2 separate regions of the Rattus norvegicus genome follow, and region 1 is linked to region 2. A link is a contact called in public Hi-C data. All regions are on one chromosome and are shown on one strand. Each heading gives the region's core, a stretch centred on a gene start, on an enhancer-like site or on the middle of the called end of the contact. The rest is flanking DNA. Distances are from core to core; before and after follow the strand shown.

What was found. A called contact is a pair of places that touch in the nucleus more often than the background predicts.
Region 1: a Hi-C map of liver shows a contact between it and region 2, with 2.1 times the contacts expected there. The contact joins the promoter of Megf9 here to the enhancer-like site in region 2. A contact is called at or near these places in 8 of 12 Hi-C or Micro-C datasets (the A7r5 cell line, Schwann cells, frontal cortex and 4 more) and 1 of 1 datasets of contacts at active chromatin or transcription factors (oligodendrocytes).

Annotation. Positions count from the first base shown.
Region 1 is chr5:89,119,200-89,122,402 of GRCr8, forward strand. Megf9 (multiple EGF-like-domains 9) reads right to left here and starts at 1,532. Exons shown (of 6, transcript NM_001107940.1): 1 at 758-1,532. The coding sequence starts at 1,349.
Region 2 is chr5:89,045,038-89,048,617 of GRCr8, forward strand. All of the region lies in intron 2 of Megf9 (multiple EGF-like-domains 9), which reads right to left. Among named protein-coding and RNA genes, the nearest start is that of Cdk5rap2, 71 kb to the left of the region's middle. Within about 2 kb of position 1,459, at least 14 of the 93 cell types and tissues checked have an H3K27ac peak or open chromatin away from gene starts, as enhancers often do. A contact at or near this core is called in Schwann cells and liver, where this site is marked.

The DNA of each region.
Region 1 (3,203 bases), core at 282-2,781, 74 kb after region 2:
AGGGCAAAAATGGGCATCCCTGCTTAAATGGCATTTGCCCAAGCACTGACCTTAGAATGGAGACAGAATGAAGTGGTGCAAGGAAGGGATTTAACCTAATTTATAAACTTGCTCAACCTAGATACACACCTGTCCCAAATGACCTATCAAGTCTACTTATTTGCAGAGAAAACACCGACTACAATGATGTTTTTATTTTTAATTTCAGGCCTGAAGTGGCATGTTTGTAAGCAAAACATATTCTTTATCTTTTCCAACACACACACACACACACACACACACACACACACACACACACACACACACACACACACGACACCAGCATCTATTAACTATTAAAGAAACAAGGAAACTAGAGCTTTGAGAGAATCCCTTAAAGGTTTTTACCTAGGCATTGATAAAGCACCACTCTAGCTTTCAAACTTTCCCCCAAATATCTCAGGTGGGGTGGCCTTCTGGGCTGATCCAATACAAAAGTTTGTGCCCATTCCTGGACTCTGACAAAAGCCAGAGAACCCTGTTTTTGGAAGAGTCCCCCATCTTCCTCATAGCAGCAGCTCCCTCTGGATGGAGCACAGCACTGGGTTGGGGGACAAAAGACTTTCTAGATTTGGAGGGATTGGGGGTTTACTCTAGCTGGAGCTTGGATCTTCCCTTGGGAAGCTCTTGGGTAATAAGAGGCCAGGGTGACTAGGCTGGTGTGTAAATAGGCAGTGCCTGGGAAAGGTCCAGAAGACTAGGAAGCGCCGAGACTCACCTGGGGGAGGAGGAGTAGGGGCTTCGGTGACAGGTGCGGTGGGCGGGACTCTGCTGCTGTTTCTGCCACGGTCCGGGGACTCGGCAGTCGGGGTCCCCGGAGTGCTGGAAGCCTGAGCGGTGGTGACTACAGAGGTGGTCGGCGCCTGGCCAGCTGTGCTCGCAAGAGTTGTGGGCGCGGGTCTGGAAGGCAGTGGTTCGGTGGTGGGAGTGTGTCCGTCCTCCGAAGGGGTGGCGGACGACAGGTCCACAACCGGGAAGAGGGTGGCTGCGGGTTGTGCGCTGGTGCGGACAGGGATGGTCTCCGGGGAGCCGGCTGACGGGGTCGCAGCCCCGGTTCTGTGGACTGTGGTGCGCGGGGGGCCGGTCCGCGGGGCCTGCGCCGTGGGAGCCGCGGCCTTAGAGAAAGGGCTGCTGGTCTGTTCTCGAAGCCCAGGGCTGGGCGACGCGACCACCTGCCCCTCGGCCCCGCCGCCACCGGTGACATTCCCTGCCGAGGCTGCTGAAGCGGCTGCGGCTGCCGCGCAGCAAAACAGGGCGAGGCCGCCCAGGCTCGGCAGGCTCCTCATGGCGCGCTCGGCTCCGCCATTCATTCATTCATTCATCCAGTTGATCGGTCAGTCATCTTCTTTTCCCTGCTGTCCGCCCAAGGAAAGCTTTGCCGCCGCTGCCGCCACCAAGAGCACCATCGCCACCTCCCTCTGACAGGCGGCCGGCCCTGCGGGCGGGCCTCAACGCGGAGGGAGCGACGGGGAGGAGCGCGCACTGCCCGCCCTCCTCGATAGGCAGCGGAGCCCAACCAATTGGAAGTCGCGTATACTCACGTGACCCGCCAGCTTCCCGGCCTCTTTGTAATGGCACAAACCAATCAGAGGAATCAGGGGGAAGAAGGCGGGACGTCGGGAGGCGCGAGAGGTTTTGGAGCCGGCTGGGTTCGCCGCCGCTCCGGCTTTGTCTACCCACAGAGCGGGGCGCGGGCCTTGGGCACCCAACGCCGCCGTGCAGACAAAGGACACGGCCCGCGCGGCCGACTCTGGGCCAGATTATCTGTTTCACTGGGATGCGAGCTGGACTCGGGGCGGGGGTCCCTGTGGGCAGCATCTCCGCCCTTTTGAACAATGGGGGCACCGGAGCCGCACCCGGACTCAGGCGGGGAGTGTGTTGCATCCCTGGGATGGGCGAGGGTGGTGGCAACGATAATGTAGATGGAGCTGGGCTCTCACTGTGTTGTTCAAGACAGCTGACCTCGGGCCTGCGGGGTCAGCGCTGCCATCCCCATTTCAGAGATGGGGAAACTAAAGCTCTTGCTGACAGCTTCAGCAAGCCAACCTCTGTGCCCCCGGTAAGCACCTGCTGATCGCCTGGCCCCGCACTAAGCCGGATGGGACGGCCTGGAGCCCAATCATAAGCACAAGAAGCAAGCTTCTGACCCAGAGGAGACAAACTGGCATACACACCTTATGCCCAGAACCTCGGAAAGATAGAATAGGACCAGGTTGGATTTCAGCTCCTTGTCTCTCTTGCTGAATTGTGGCTCAAGCAATTTTCTTAACCACCTAAATAAATGGTGAGATGAGAGGGCACACCCCATCCCCCTCACAGAGTTGTGAAAATGAAATCATGAAGGGCTTAACCCAATGCTTGGCCCAACGTTGTAAACCGTCATTAATGCTAACCACTTGGGGTTGCACTATGTCAGGACAAGCCTAAGGTTGGAAAGCAGCCCACACCGCCCCTGAGTCCCCAGAGAGTCCTGCTTGTTGCCGGCACTGGGGTTGGGCTGATAACAGAGCTTGACCCTGGATGACATGAAACTCTGGAGGAAGTTGGAAATCAGGCAGGCAAACTTGCACCATCACCCAAGATCCAGTGCTGTCCGACATTGTAGCCTCAGCTGAGCAACTTTTAGGTGCAGCCTGGCAGGACAAGTTTGTCATCTGATGGCTTAATTCCATCACACCAGCCTCACTGTAAACCCATTCCTGGCCTCTCCTAGGATGCTTGCCTTTGTGCATGATTTCCCATTAGTCATTCTCCTCTAACCAGACAGGCAGGATGAGATTTGTGTGTGAACTCCTGTGTGTTAACAAAAGCATGCATTTATTTGCCTGAGTGAGTAGTGGGTGGGGAAAGGATATGTTGGAGCTTGTGTATGGAAGCATAAACACATTTGTGAGTCTTTCTGTGAAGATGGTATCTCTGAGTCCTCAAATATGAAAACTTGTGTTTTCATGTGAATTGTTAAGGATATTAATGCATGCTCACGAGTGTGTGTTTTGTGTGAATTTTCTGCTTTTGAATGTGACGTTGCCTCTAAGTGTGTCTTTATAGGCCTACCTATGTAAGAAACAGAGGCAAAAATGAGAGGGCCATGAAACTGTTCTGAAGACAAATATTTAGCAAGAATTGGCCAATGTTCTGTTTTACTTGTCTTTAGGAAGGGAGTG
Region 2 (3,580 bases), core at 209-2,708:
ATATTGTATTGAACTGCATTTTTATTCAAAGCTACCTAGTCCATTCACCCATGTAATTTCCTGGCAAATAAGAAAAAAAAGGACTTAAAATGGAGATATCCTAAAAGCAGGAGCACTATAACAATACTACTACTACTACTACTACTACTACTACTACTACTAATAATAATAATAATAATGATAATGATAATAATAAACAATAAACCACTGTGTTGAAGACCAATGTTAAAAATAATATCCTCATTAATCCTCTGGATCTCTCTTCTAGTGGAAGTTACAATCTTTCATTTGCTACTGGGAAGGCAGAGTTATTGTTTACAATCAATGAGTTAGGTTTATCTCTCATATCTCACTACTCCTAAGGTTCTGATAATTGATTGTTTTATACCTGATCTAGAATAAATAACATCTCTTTTTCACGGTCAGTAAAAATCAAGTATTCTGAAACAGAAGCTGAACAATGTGATAATTGGAAAACTGTCATAGGGTAACAAAGTACAAGGTTCTCGGAGGATATACCATCAAGTATTTAGATATTCAAGTTAGATTAGAATTTAAATTTTGTACTGTCCATAGAGTGGATGAGCTCTGGTATTTTAAAAGGTTCAGTAGACATTTACCAAGCATGCCTCTTAAGTAACTTTGCAAAACAGAAAAGATACACTGATATCTAGTTTTACCCAAGAATACCCTAAAGCCACTACATGATTTGGCAAAGAAGATGGACATTCATCATGTCTGAAACAAAGGACATATGAGAAAACTATAAAGAAAATCACTCTTCCTGCAGATTTCTAACTGCACTTATTAGCCACGTTTCAAACATTTCCGTCGTCCATGAAAACATGCTTGCTCTTCACTCCTCTAAGTCATTACTTAGTATTCGAATGGATCAGGAACAACTTCTGAGGGTCTACCTAGACTGCCATGGGACGCTGAGTCACAAACACCCTGTAGCTATGATATAGCCATGTTTCCTGAGTTGTTGTTGCTGGCTATGTTTTCCCTTTAGAATTCTGTGGGGAACTCAAAACACTGATGTCAGCTGGCATCCTTTCCCCTGGAGAGTATATCCCTTAGTAGCTTATTTTAAAACCAACCAGAGTAATTTCAGGAATCCTAATGAAGCCAGTGATTGGATCTAGATACCACAATTCACTTTTCCTGGGTAGATTTTTTTTTAATAACAGGAAAGTAAGTGCTTTCTTTTCACTTAAAACAAAACCAAAAAAAAAAAAAAAAAAAAAAAAAACCCCAAAAATCCCAATGGAGTAGAGTGGGAAGTTTGCTTGTGATATTGCACTAAAAGTGCTTTTTCATCATGTTATGCATGGTCCACAGCCAATTCCAGCATGTGTAAGAATTAAATCACTCAGCAAACATAAAGCTTAGCCTGTGTGACTTCTTTTATAGAATAATGCTGTACAACACTCTCTTTCATGGGCTCCTTGTTACAGACTGCTGCTTTCTGAGGCAAAGGTCAAGGATATAAATGTGGGGGAGGGAGCTGCAAAAAGCCTCTGCTTATCCACAGATTTGAAAGGAAATAACTGAAGATTCACAGTTTCCTCTCTGTAAAATAAGTAAAAGCATAGCATCGCAATATGAATAGAAATCAGAAATCTGTAAGATATACTAGCAAGACATTTAAAGTAGAATTTGTTCCGCCAGTGTCATATCCTAGGGACTCGAATTTCTAGCAAACTTTGAACACTCTACAGAGAAAAAGTTTACTTACAATATGTAGGAAATCTAGGCATATACTCCACATTTCTTAAACTATTCCAATGGGTTTTCAGATTTTCTTATAGTGTCAATGTTTACACATTCTACATAATCACTGGTACAATAAATATTGTGAGGCTTTAATACATTGGGAAGATTTAATATTCAGAATCTACATTATACATGAATGATCTATTCAAAAACAAAGTCAGTAAAGTATTACAGAAAATTATCTCTTAGAGATGATGTTACAGCCCAATCTGGAGAGCATGCAAACTTGTGCAAGACCCTGGGTTTAATCTTTACCAAAAAGTAATTACGTAAAGCAAATGTTTTTCCAACACGAATAATTACTCATTTAAAAAATATCCTCCAAAGTCTGTCATTTCAAGATTTGGCATATATCTGTGCAACAAGTACTATCCAATCTTTTTCTTTAAATAAAATTCCATTATTTTATCCTCATAGTGATTAACTGGGAGGAGTGGAAGACAAGAGAGAAGGTATCAGAGTTTATGGAAAACAGACCAAGGAGTCTCACCTTGGTTCTCATCCAGCTTTGCTGGTGAGTTCTTGGTACAAAGCATGAACTCTCCCCAATAGCCTAGTTATTATTTATGCAATGAAAATAACTACAACTTTTATAGGGTTATTGTGAAAACTATAAATTATATTCACAGCCTAAGCACAAACTTCAACTCAAACATGATAGCAACTGTGACGTAGTAATGATATTCTTAGATCATGTTTTTCCCCTAGGACTCATTAGAATAGGAGTATTTAAACACAGGGAAAACTCGGAGTTGTTGACTTTTTTTAAGATCCTCTTTTAAGAACCAGCAAGAAATTAAAGGATAACCACTTAATTTTTTTTCACTGCTTTAGAACAACATATAGCTAGGCAAAGAGCATACGAACACATTTGCAGTTTCTAGAAAGAATATTTTACAAGTGAGAAGGGAAAACTCTGGAAGTCCTACATTATGCAGGATCAAAGCCAGCTAGACTATATGTATCAACTAGCTAACGATTTAATTTATTTTTTTAAGTATCAAACATCTTGGCATGTTTTTGTCATTAAAACATTTGTCTATATGATTCTTAAGATTTGCAGGATATAAATTACCTGTTCATATACACATTTAGTTATACTGTCATTAACTTTAACTAAATATATGTTAATTGATGTATTTTTGGTCAGTAGGATCTGGAGGGACCTTTCAGAGTTTAAGGACCCTTGCTGTTCTTGTATGAGAACAGAGTTTTTCCCTATATCAGGCAGTTTACAAATGTCTTTAATGCCAGTTTCAGGGGATTCAGTGCCCTTCCTGGCCTTCATGGGAAACCTTAAACACAGGTGTGTACACACACATACACAAAATAGATACATGTTATTGGTCACTAAAGAGCCTTACTCATTTTTCTCTCTTTCTCAGATAGGTTACATGTTGGCACTCAGACATAGAGAACAAGAAACAGAAAAATTCCATTAACTAAGTCTATCAGTTTTCTTTTTTCTTGCTTTAACTTGGGAGAACAATTTAGTTTGGCAAGACATTGAGATGGCTAATTAAAATAGAGTCAGAAAAAAACCCCGTTGATTTATAAGCTCTTTCAAATGATTAAAATAATATTTACTAGGTAGTAGGGAAGTTTAGCCACCAGAAAGTTTTTACATAGGAATATAAAATAAAAAGTTACTGACAATTCTTCATTTCAAGTTTGAGCTGTGGTTTTGTAAAGGTGATGAAAAATACTGCTTCCTTTCTTATTACCAAAAATACTCAATAATTGGACATTTTGGCTAAAGACTGTCTGTTCCTTATTTTTTTAGTCATGGAAAAAGGCCATTATA